3 separate regions of the Danio rerio genome follow, and all the other regions are linked to region 1. A link is a contact called in public HiChIP or PLAC-seq data. All regions are on one chromosome and are shown on one strand. The core of a region is the stretch at or near the end of the contact, and the rest is flanking DNA. Distances in the headings are between cores, read along the strand shown. Region 1 holds the start of oxnad1 (oxidoreductase NAD-binding domain containing 1). Region 2 holds the start of tra2a (transformer 2 alpha homolog). Region 3 holds the start of igf2bp3 (insulin-like growth factor 2 mRNA binding protein 3).

The links. HiChIP or PLAC-seq counts read pairs in DNA pulled down with a chosen protein or histone mark.
Region 2: a contact with region 1 is called in an H3K4me3 HiChIP or PLAC-seq map of gastrula embryo, with 2.7 times the contacts expected there. The contact joins the promoter of tra2a here to the promoter of oxnad1 in region 1. A contact is called at or near these places in 2 of 4 datasets of contacts at active chromatin or transcription factors (embryo and gastrula embryo).
Region 3: a contact with region 1 is called in an H3K4me3 HiChIP or PLAC-seq map of gastrula embryo, with 2.3 times the contacts expected there. The contact joins the promoter of igf2bp3 here to the promoter of oxnad1 in region 1. A contact is called at or near these places in 2 of 4 datasets of contacts at active chromatin or transcription factors (embryo and gastrula embryo).

Annotation. Positions count from the first base shown.
Region 1 is chr19:22,672,250-22,676,250 of GRCz12tu, reverse strand. oxnad1 (oxidoreductase NAD-binding domain containing 1) reads right to left here and starts at 1,681. Exons shown (of 7, transcript NM_001110456.1): 1 at 1,590-1,681; 2 at 1,413-1,476. The coding sequence starts at 1,472. It also overlaps a transcript of pals2b not described here.
Region 2 is chr19:22,575,687-22,579,687 of GRCz12tu, reverse strand. It overlaps tra2a (transformer 2 alpha homolog), which reads right to left and starts at 2,252. Exons shown (of 9, transcript NM_200416.1): 1 at 2,145-2,252; 2 at 763-896. The coding sequence starts at 2,180. ccdc126 (coiled-coil domain containing 126) reads right to left here. Exons shown (of 3, transcript NM_001045403.1): 3 at 3,265-4,001. The coding sequence ends at 3,867. It also overlaps a transcript of pals2b not described here.
Region 3 is chr19:22,598,941-22,602,941 of GRCz12tu, reverse strand. igf2bp3 (insulin-like growth factor 2 mRNA binding protein 3) reads right to left here and starts at 2,135. Exons shown (of 15, transcript NM_131491.2): 1 at 1,692-2,135; 2 at 702-762. The coding sequence starts at 1,866. It also overlaps a transcript of pals2b not described here.

The DNA of each region.
Region 1 (4,001 bases), core at 432-2,931:
ACTGAGTGAAAACCTAAGCAGATATTCTGACTCTGATTGGCTGTAGTCATATTCCTCCGCCATTATTAGTATTTTTTTTTTTTTTTTTTTTTTTTTTGAGCTCTGGGTTTACCTTTGGGCCGCTCCAGCCAATAGCAAAACATTTTGAGGAGGTGCTGGTAAAAATAGTAATGCCCTATCTGATTGGTCAAATTTAGATAAACAACCAATGCATAAAATAAATGTCATTTATTTTATTATTACTATTATTATTATTTTATTCATAATGTCATGTCATTTATCACAATAACAATCATTTTGCGATATATTGCACAGCCCTAATTTAAAATGTTTTATGCTATGTAGCTGTACAAACGGGAGTCATTATTTATTTGTATTACTCCAAATCTACACACAGTCATGTTCAACTAAATATAAAGTTCTATAACATCGTTTCACAATAAAATTAGTGTTAAATAAATGCCCATTTGAAAATAACCATGGTTTTAAAGGGGACCCATGACATCCCTTTTTGTGACTGTCACTTTAAATTCAACTGATCATTTTTTTTCCAAAAAAGACAGAGCTAAAAGTTTACACTTATGAGGGAGAGATAGTCACTAATTGGTTGGGCTTTCCCCCTCCAATGACATGTACAAAGGGAGAATGTCAATCAAAATGTTTCTACAAGCTGGCTTTATGAAGTGTGATTATAAAAAAATATAATTAAAACAATGTTTACCATTAGAGCCTGGCTATGTTTACACACTGTTGCCACACAACTGTGTTTAAACCTCTTATAAAAGTGATTTTTGCATATTAGGTCCCCTTTAATACAAATGAACATAGAAAGTTAAACCATAATTTGCAATAATTTGTCATGATTTGTAAACGAACCACTAAACCAAATGCAAATGATAATCAATTTGCCAAAATATGCATTAGTAAATATAGAACTATGACTAATAAATACTGCACAAGTATTGTACTCTTAATTCAAGTTAGTAAATACAGTAACTAGCGTTAACTAACGAACCTTAATGTAAAGTGCAACACAGTGGGTTAACAATAACCAACAATGAAAGATTTTTCCACCGACTAATATTAACAAAAAATAAACACTGTAATTACTACTGTAATAAATGTGTTTTTGCATCTTTGTTCGTGCTAGTAAAAATACATTAACTAATGGAACCTTTTTGAAAAGTGTTACTAACTGAAACAACTTAACGTTCGATTACATCATCTTGAATTTAGTCTTGTGACAAATCAAATGACACACTGGTGGACCTAAAACACAAAACAAGTGTCTGAACTTTCACCTACAAGGCTCCAACATTTGTTAACCATTTATAAAGACCCAAGCAAGAATCTATAACTAAAAAGTCAAGATTTTCATCTAAAAAACAGAAAACAAATCTAAGAAAACTCACCATTTGTCGATGAACACTAGCAGTTCTCTCTAGATGGTCAGTCCGTCTCCTGGATGTCATTTTTCTGAAACACATTTAGGGTCGTATAGTTTATACACTAAAACAATGACTTTGTCTCATATACTACATACTTTTTTGTGGATGTTTTGTAGCATGCCGACTAGGTAGGCTGCTTACCAGGTTTTAGGACACAACCTTAGTGTCCAAAGCCTCTAGAAACAGCAGTGGATTCTGGACGATACTCACCGTGTGACTGTGACTTTGTCTGAACACAACACAGCAGGTCTGAACAGTCCTGATCCACCGGAGAAACCTCTGGCCACCGTTCGTACAAAGCACGGGGCACTCATGGTCAGATGTGACGGGAGGAACTCTGTCAAACACCTTATAACATTATCAGACAGAAAGGGCAGTTCGTCTTTTAATAATAATAACCAACGACACTGAAATATCAGAATTTCTTTTTAACAGCCAATATATAAAGACATTCACACGTGTGAGAAACAAGCAAATTAGTGTTATTAACTAAATTATTGGTTTTATTTTTAATATCTCTTTAGGTTTAATTTTAAACAGTAGGTGAAAATAAATCGAACACATCGTAATGAATACATATATTTATCAAGAGGAATACTTTACGTAAAAATCATTCACCTCTGTCACTCTTCTGCTCCGGTGAGTGACGTTTCTTCTTCGTCTGTGTTTACGGTGGGTGATTCGAGACTGTACTGCCATCTTGCGGTGGTATTTGAGTTAGAACTGGATAAAGAAGTTAGATTTTAGATTATTTAGATTACTAAATATCCATATAAATCTCACTCCATAAACAATATAAATTACACTTATATAAACTACACTGTGTCGCCCACAGTATAATCAAATCAAATAAATAAAAAACATTTCATACACGTCATTCATGACATACATTTTATTGTTTCTTTCATTTTCAGACAAATTAATCCTTCTTTAGAAAATTTTAGTTGATAAGAAATCTAAATACCAGTATATGTATAGTAGAAAAAAATATAGGTATTCTGCAAAATATATATTACTCTTCTCCTAATTAACATTTACAGTACTGTTGATTTTATGAACAGTTTTTAAGGTAAATAAACTGTAATTAAGTTACCTAATAATTAAAAGTAAACCCTTCTTTATTTTATCAATGGATTTAAAATTATTATTATTAGTAGTAGTAGTAGTAGTAGTAGTAGTAGTAGTAGTAGTAGTAGTAGTAGTAGTCGTTGTCATAGTAGTATAACCTTTATTTTACCAGGAAAGACATTGAGATAAAAAAAAAAATCTGACCTGTGAAAAAAAGTGTCCTGGTCAAGATTTCACATGGAAAAAAAAAATGTTTAGTTACCATGAATCACACATTGACAAACAAACTATTAAACTATTCATCTACAATATGTTTCAATTTCTAAATCACTTATACTTTTTTAAAAAGCATTTAGTGAAATCAATTCTTTAAACTGCAACTTTTTTCATTAGCCCTCATGTGATTTCGTGATTAGTTTAAAAATAGTTGTTGAGTTTTATTTAAGGTGACGCAGTGGAGCAGTGGGTAGCACTATCGCCTCACAGCAAGAAGGTCGCTGGTTTGAGCCTTGGCTGGGTCATTTGACGTTTCTGTGTGGAGTTTGCATGTACTCCTCATGTTTGCTTGGGTTTCCCTCACAAGTCCAAAGACATGTGGTACAGGGTAGGCTAAATTGTCCATAGTCTATATGTGTGAATGAGTGTGGATGTTTTTTAGTTATGGGTTGCAGCTGGAAGGGAATCCGCTACATAAAACATGTGCTAAATAAGTTGGCTGTTCATTCCTGGTAACCTCGGATTAATAAAAAGGATTAAAAAAAAAGAAAATGAATGAATGAAAAAAGTTTTATTTAACAGAAACATATTTCAACACATTTGTATTAAATTGTTTAATAATTAACTTCTTTTGTCTTTATTAAAATATTTTTCTTTGGCCTTTACCAAAATTTGTTTTTAAATTATGTCTTTGTTTAAAATAAAAATCTGCTTTTATTTTAGTCAAAAAAGACTTAGAGAGAGATAGAAATATAGAGAGAAATTACTGTGAAAATTTCTTTGGTCTGTTAAGCATAATTTTTTTAATTGAAAAATAATTTTAATTTTACATGGGGGCTAAAAATTGAGACTTCAACTATTAATAACATAATATTGTTGAAATGGGTTGGGTTGAAATGATATTAATTCAACAATAAAATAGAAAGACAATTATTGTAAAATTTGAAGACTAGAATAATTTGTTTACCTGCATTTCAATGTGACCATGAACTGGAACTCTGAAGGTGATTTTAAACTATTTAAATTTTGTATAAACTTTCTGAGGGATTTCATGTAAAAAGCATAAATTTGCTATTTTAGGGGTTAGATTGAGCAAGGAAATACTTAAATTGTTTGCATTAAGTATTATTAAGTATTCCACATTTGAATTATTTTTACTAAATGTCACACATATAGTTTAAGGACTGAGTTCAGTAACTTGCATAATTTGTTGCACATTGCCTTTCCTCCCAAATTAAGAAGCATAGATCTAAAATTAGCCTAATATAC
Region 2 (4,001 bases), core at 1,003-3,502, 97 kb after region 1:
AATTATTTAAGTAAAACATTTTGTTTAGGTGGTTTAATATTTAACTAGTCATGAAATCAAATTAAAAATCTAGCTATTTTGTTTATTGACACTTTAGAGCGCTTGTTGCCATAAAAATATTTTTAAAAAAAGAACAACTGCAGATTTGGGGGATGCCTTTCGTGACTATCCGCTACTCCAGATAATTTAGATCTTTCATTAGGCTCAGTATTCAAGTATCACACATTTATATTAACAAGATATTTAGACCATTTTATGATTTTTTTTAAACGTTGTTTGTAGTTTCAATTGTTTTGTTTTCTTGTTTTTCTTGATGTTTTAACATGCGGTTTATACAACTGCAATGTGATTTTCTAAATTATCTAAACTAGACAATTAAAATATGCTGTTAAAAAGTGTAGGCCGTTAACAATTTTATTTTAACTGCAGATGCTTTAAACTGCTGGTTTTGTCTGACCAGAGGACAAATGCACATTGTAAAGCTGCAATTGACGTAGTAGCATTGTATAAAGCGTGATATAATACAGCATGTTTAATCCTTGTGCTATTTTAAGTGAATCTAATAGTAGATAAACCCATGAGCAGCATTTTGGTATATAGTGTTTCTAAATGCAGCCCACCCCCTAATTTAATAATAGTTTAACTATTAACTACATCCAAAAAGAGCTTTGGGTAATTTTATTATATCAATATAGAGCAGAAACCAGAATACCAAAATGTTTAGTTTATTTCCCAATATAGAGCAGAGAAGTTTGAACTGACCTGGACTTGGAGCGTGATCTTGATCTTGAATCAGAACGCTTGGATGCTCTGGAAGGGCTGGGAGAACCAGACCTGCTCTCCATCTTGGGTTGGGCAGGACTCCCCCGATCCGATTTGGACGCCGAGCGAGATTCCTAACATCACAGCAATACATTACGACATGTACAAGACAAACATTAACATAGCTTTGCTAACTTACACACTCACACCACATTCACAATAGCAGTAATCCAAACATTCACTTTACTACAGCTGCGGAGGAAAGTGTTAGAATTACTTAAATTATATTATGGAATAAAAAAAAAAAAGTTAACAGCAATACTGATACATTTACAAAGGCTAGCAAGTCATCACGTGTCCTTGTGATGCTTGTTCATTAGCCGAATCACCATAGTAAAGCTACAAACATGCAAATGATAATTAAGAAGAGATTAGAAACACTTGGAACACAAATTTAGCATTTACTTAGCCTACGGACTCATTCATTCTTCTGTTTTCAGTATACGCTATTCCTTTCTTTCAGGCATTTTATTCTTCGGTCTTCATTTGTTCAGTTTTCATTTTTCCTCTCCTTTTCATTTCTTCACCCCAATCTGAAACCTCTTTTCTTTTTTCTGCTTTAGACACATAACGCAAGCGTGCTTCTATCTGACCGATCTTCCGTTCTTTTTTCCCCTTCCCACTTAACCGTCTGCTCTGTAAACATTTTCTCTGTAAAAGCCTTCTTTTATCTTGAATATTCTTCCACATTCTTGGCCTTAACTCTTCAAATCCTTCACGACCAATAACCTTAATGAAAAAAGAACATTCAGAGCAATTAAGATCAAGGGAAACTTGGGGGGAAATGAATTGAACTCTTCAAATTTCACTACTCCTTGTGAAATAAAGATGTTTGTTTGGTTATGGTATGGTATGAGAGAAAGAGGAAAGATGAGAAATGCTGGAAACAGAAACCAAAAGTAATCTGGCTGCTATTGTGTGAATGGGAGATGTAACGTTATTACTTAAGTGCTTGTATCTCTGTTTCAGAGTGTATTGCTGTAGGACAAGCAAGTAAAACAACACAACGTTATATAAATACATGATGGTGAAAAACAAATATCTCGATATATGCTATTCAACATAGCAACGTAATAACATTACACAACAATAACATTGTAAAGGACTTATACGATTTAAAGTGACTAAATGGTAAATCTTTTGCTTACTATCGGCCAACAATAATATATTAGCTAATCTTTCGGTTTAGGTAGGTTGTAAATAAACAAAAGAAATGGACAGCTAAGTTAACGTTAGCTGTTCACAAACCGAGCATTACCGTAAAGAGAAAGAAAGAATATCTAAAAAAAACTGCAGAAAGGTTTGCGAAATTAAATCCTTACCCTCCTCTGGAATTGTTGCTCTTCAGTATCACTCATTGTTTTAAAAATATTATTGACTGGTAAAAAAAAAAGCGTGGATATGAAGACGCTCTTCGACGAAGACTTCCGCTCCTAATGTAACTGCAGAAAATGGCCGACCATCTGAAACGCGCGGTGTACTGTGGGAGGCGAATCAAACTGCGTCATATCCTCCTCAAAGTTTGTAGGTGGATGAGTCCATGTAGATAGATAGATAGATAGATAGATAGATAGATAGATAGATAGATAGATAGATAGATAGATAGATAGATAGATAGATAGATAGATAGATAGATAGATAGATAGATAGATAGATAGATAGATAGATAGATAGATAGATAGATAGATAGATAGATAGCCATTGACAAACAAATAAATGGACATAGACAGACATGGTTGGATGGATGGATGAATGGACGGACAGACAGATAGGCTACATAGATGGATAGACAGACATGATAGATAGATAGATAGATAGATAGATAGATAGACATAGCCTACAGAAAAATAGATATGATATAGACAGAGGTAGACAGACATGAGATTTAGATAGATAGATATATGGATGGATGGATAGATAGATAGATAGATGATAGATAGATAGATAGATAGATAGATAGATAGATAGATAGATAGATAGATAGATAGATAGATAGATAGACATAGACAGACGGACAGACAGACGGACGGATGGATGGATAGATAGATGGCCAGATAGACCGACAGATAGACAGACAGACATATAGAAAAACAGATATTATAGACAGACAGATATGATAGACATGACAGATATACAGACAGACAGACAATCCACACACACACACACATATATATATATATATATATATATATATATATATATATATATATATATATATATATATATATATATATATATATATATATATATAAATAGATGTAAGGAATCATAGATTTATATGACAGATTCTATATTCCATATATATTCCATGTAGAGATAGATAATTCATTCTTTTATCTATAAAGACACACTGATTAAATCTGTGCATTCATCAATCCAAACAGACAGATAGGATATGAAAATAGTGTGTGAATTGCATAAATACACACTGACAAATCTGAAGTCTGATATATCTTTTATTGTATGGATTGAGTAGTGTTGTCTTGGGGTACAATTCCTTCTGAAGGTTTAATGCCATGTTCAGTTTAACTGAGATAAATCCCCATCCCTAATCAAATCAACCTGCAATACAGACATCAACCATTCACTGAGATTAATCTTTGGATCAGCCTTTTCCCCACAGAAATCTGTTTTCAATTAATCTTAACAATGAAAAGGTGTCACGACTCAGGTGTAAACCTTTTCTCTGGAATCCGTCCAAGCGCACAAGACACACCATTAGCTAGCTGCAGAGATAACGCTGTGTGCATGGAGTCTTTAGCAGATACATTATGAAACACTCATTCGTATATCAAAAAACAGTCTTCCATAAAAAAGCTCATCCTTTCGCTCTCTCGGGTCTTATGTTCCATATTGCACTTAAGTTATAAAATACATTTGTGATCCATCAATAAAAGACAAAATAATCAAGCTGGAGTTCAAGTGCACAACTGAAAAAAAAATGTCTAAAAGCTGCTTTAGTCTAAAAATATATTTATTTATATATTTTCTCTGTACAGTCTTTGCAGTAATAACGTCCTTGGCCACGGTTGATGTGATTATTGTTAATTTAATGAGTGCGGTTTCTGTGGTCTGCCAGGTGATTGTGGTAGGAAGTGCAGAGGGTTACTACTACGCCTTTCTGGCCTGTGGGCAGGCAGATTTTGTTTGGTCGGTCTGGAAACAGCAGCCAGGAGAAT
Region 3 (4,001 bases), core at 886-3,385, 74 kb after region 1:
ACCTTATCGTACCTGGCTAGTAAACAGTGCTTTGGGGGATTACATCAAGTTTGGTCGTTACAGTTCATGTGCACCCACAAACCAGTTTTCGTGACAAGACCTCGACCCTTGCAATCCACGCGCGCTGAGGAGTCCATCTCGTGCCTGAGCAGCGCGAGGAGGGGAAAGAGGGGGCGGAAGCACTGAACGGCATGACTGAATAGTAGTTTCTTCTTAAATGGACGCCACAGCAAGCATGGCTCCATAAATGCACATTCATGTGCAACGTGCGGTCCCATTTACAACGTTTGCGTTCTCACTTTGCACATCTCTGCTACGTTTCTTGGCTGCGTTTTGTCAGGGCCTAAATGTCCAGAAATATGGGAATTTAGTACATCAAGAGCCTCAGATGTATTACAAAAACCCACATTCCACACGCTGGCACTGAGGTTCAATCAGGAGCTCGCACACCTTTTTTTGTTACTAAAACAAGCCATCAGATCTGCATTTAATACTGATAGCCTACATAAAACAGACGCCACCATCATTTCGCTTGCACATACGATTTTAATGGACCATATGAAGGAAAATCAAATCAAAGGAGTCTTTGGGGATTTAAATACATGTCTATTGTGTGAAAAATATTTAGAAATAATAATTCCAAGCAAAAGTCTGGATCCAGCCATTTTTATTAAATTGCATAAATTACACATGAATCTTACCTTTGTCGCTTAGGGACAGAGTGCTCCACTTCTAAGACTTTTCCGTGGAGTTCTACTTTTCCTGAAAAAATATTAATTATAATTCAGTAAAATCACATTATAATTTAAATAAAAAATGTTTATTGTGTGATAGACTTTAAATATACGAAAGTAGCCTACACAAATATAAAACACATTTACGTAACGTGTATAAAACCACACTTCACGGTGTCAGAAAAATATTTAAAATATCCTAATGTAAAACCTGTTTAATTAAAATAGTATAGATACAAAATTCCCAGAGGTTAAACATGGAAGACAAATTTGCCCCCACGCTTGAGCGAAGGCCTAGCCACGAGCAGCGAGACATTGACTTTAAGAACAAAAATGAGAATGTATAAATTAGTGGACAGTCTGTTTATGGCAAATATAGCAGGCTTTACACAATTTACACTCATCCCAAACACATTGAGTACATATTGAGCAAACGAGGGGAGTAGTCGAAAGGCCTACAAGCCACCAATGCAAGCCAACCACCTGGTGTTCTAGAGCTCGTAATTGCAGCGACATAAGTGATACAGTTTTACAATGACAAAGTTTACAAAAAGACACATTGTGTCTAACAGTGCAGTTCACTTCCAGAAAGTATACCACGAGCTGTTAAGTGCATTTTAAAGCCAGGGCGAAGAATCTAGCCCATTTTAATTCAAATAAACAGTGTGTTCAACGACTCGCCGCTTGGGCATCAGAGTTGTTGAACACATTTCTTATTTTGCCCTGCATACACAAGCAACGCTGCAACTTTCATAGACCCTTGCCCTTCAGTGGTTCTGGGTCTAAAACGACACTTCAGCGAGTAAACCCGTGGTTTAAAAAAAAACTGAAAGTGAGCGCTTGCTCACTGAATGCACACAATCCCTGCTTTGCATAGGCATTTAATTGTTAAAGGCTACAGTTGCATTGTACTTCATTTAAAGGGCGGACAAAATCACATACGCACAAAAGTCTCACCTGAAAGCGTGTCAATGGCCCTCATCGCTACCTTCTCGTCGGGGCAATCCACAAACGCGTAGCCACTTTTTACGAGGAAGGGAGCACTGAAAGGTATCTTCCACTGCTCAAAGATACTTTCCAAGTCCAGCGCGCTCGCCTGCTCGCTCACGTTCCCGATGTACAGCTTATTCATTTTGTTGTATACGAAAATGAGCGACCGTGTTGCAGAGAGGCAGCCCTTTATCGCGTCGCTCGGATGGGCAGTGTTTGTAGAGAGCACCGCACTGTCGCTCAGCGGAGGGTCTGGGAGTGTTCTCCCAATCACTCAAAGCTACTGAGATATTTGATGGACGAGATCGCCGCCGTGGTTGCGCGCACTCGCGTTTTCTTTTGATTCGAGCGAGCTGAATAATTTATTCCGTCACCTCTGCGAGGCAAGGGCTGGGAGGAAATAGAGAAAGTTTCTTTACTCTTTGGCGATGCGACTAAATTGTCACACACGTTAGTGTAGGCGCCGCCTCTTAATAACATCGAGAGAACGGGAAATCAAAAAAACCCAAGTTCTTCTGCCTTTTTCAATGAGCCACGTGTTCAAACTACAAATCAGTCCTGCACGTGAGGTGTCCCGGTTGCTCAATTAAGTGTCGGATTGGGGGAAAATGGCACAGGGATGACTGGGGTGGGGACAGATAGAGAGGGAGTGATGGAGAGAAAGAGAGAGAGGGATGGGGTAAAACCTCTCTACGTGCATTTGCAGAGATCCCGTGCACCGCAAAGCTAGCCGTTATGGCTATACCGTTCAATGATATTACGTTCGGTGGACTTTTCTCTGCTAATGCCGTTCCGCGCTCTTATTGGTTGTTGCTGGAGTTGTAAAGAGGCGTAGCACGCACGCTCGCTCACAGCGCTTTAAGTCAGCACTGTGGCTTTATCTGCACTTATGGTGGGCTACCATATAGAGGACGAGGGGGAGGGGCTGCCATTCATACAGCATCCACATCGTTGGACTTTTCAATCTATACACTAAAGGACCTACGTGGAGTAGAAGAATGGCAAACATCTGAGACCACAAGCGCAACTAACGTGTGTAACTGTGCATTTATAAACAGCCACATATGTGGTGCATTTGTGTCACGCTGCAAGTCTACAGTAGGCTATTTGACATGTGTGACCTAGTGTAACGTGACCCAACCTGATTGAACAAAGCGAATTGTACACTTCCGGTGCCTAAAGAAAGGGGAGGGCCATGCAGAACATTGAAAAGTCGTAATGGTGAGTGGTAAAGGCGGGCCTCCTTCTGGCACAGCGGGGAGGAGATCCTAGGCCTCTGAGTTGGTTCATGCAATATGGCCACTTTAGACTTGTTCCCCGAAAATTATTGAACTGTTCCACAGAAGACTGGAGTTGCGTAATTTTTGCATGTGCGGCCTGCAATTCGCTCGACCTTCCACGTAAAGCGGAGACATTTACACTGGGCCCACGCCCTATGCGCCTCGCTCTCTCTCCCCTTGCTTTCTGCCACACACACACACACATGCACATAAATCGTGTTGGACTTCTTTTCATGTATACATGTCTAAATTCACAAACAAATGTAAATATATACAATTTATATAGATAAGTTATCAAGTGCAGAAAAAAATCACAGTTGAGTCTACGATAGCCCACGTTAGACAGATTTTTCCAATTTTATTCGGAAATGAATTTGCTAAATGTGAGTACTTGAAGCAAGAAAAGTCTTTCTACAAGGCTGGTAGTGGCATAACATGGTTACTGATTTTTTTTAGTCTGCGATCATTTTTGTTACCTGGCGTTTAAATTAGCTATGTGAAAAACATATCCAATACATCTTTGATTTAAACAGACGCCATGCGAAGCATTGAAATGGTTGTGAAATAAAATTCATTTGAATTAAAGATGCTATTTTTATGCATTTTACTTTGACAGTAGCCTATTAACAATTAGGCCTATATGCACGCATGTTGTGAAATCTGATGTGAAAATATTAGCCTGATGGAGGCCATTTTCGAATGAGTTTCCCTTTTGGTGTAGGACTACTAATAAAAATTCAGAACGGATAATAAATGTTTATTTGAATTTTTTTGTCATCTTTCCAACTGTGTACATTTACGATAATTTGGTTTGTATTTCTCGACAATTTATCCCACATTTTATCTAGTAAATGGCCATTAACCTTTCTTAAGAAACACAGACATACACTGAATTACAGTAAGCTTTACTGTATACATTAGCTTTTTTATAACACAAATAAAATATCCACGTGCACAATTTAAATCCTGGTACGAAGAGCCCTCAAATCTCAGTTTT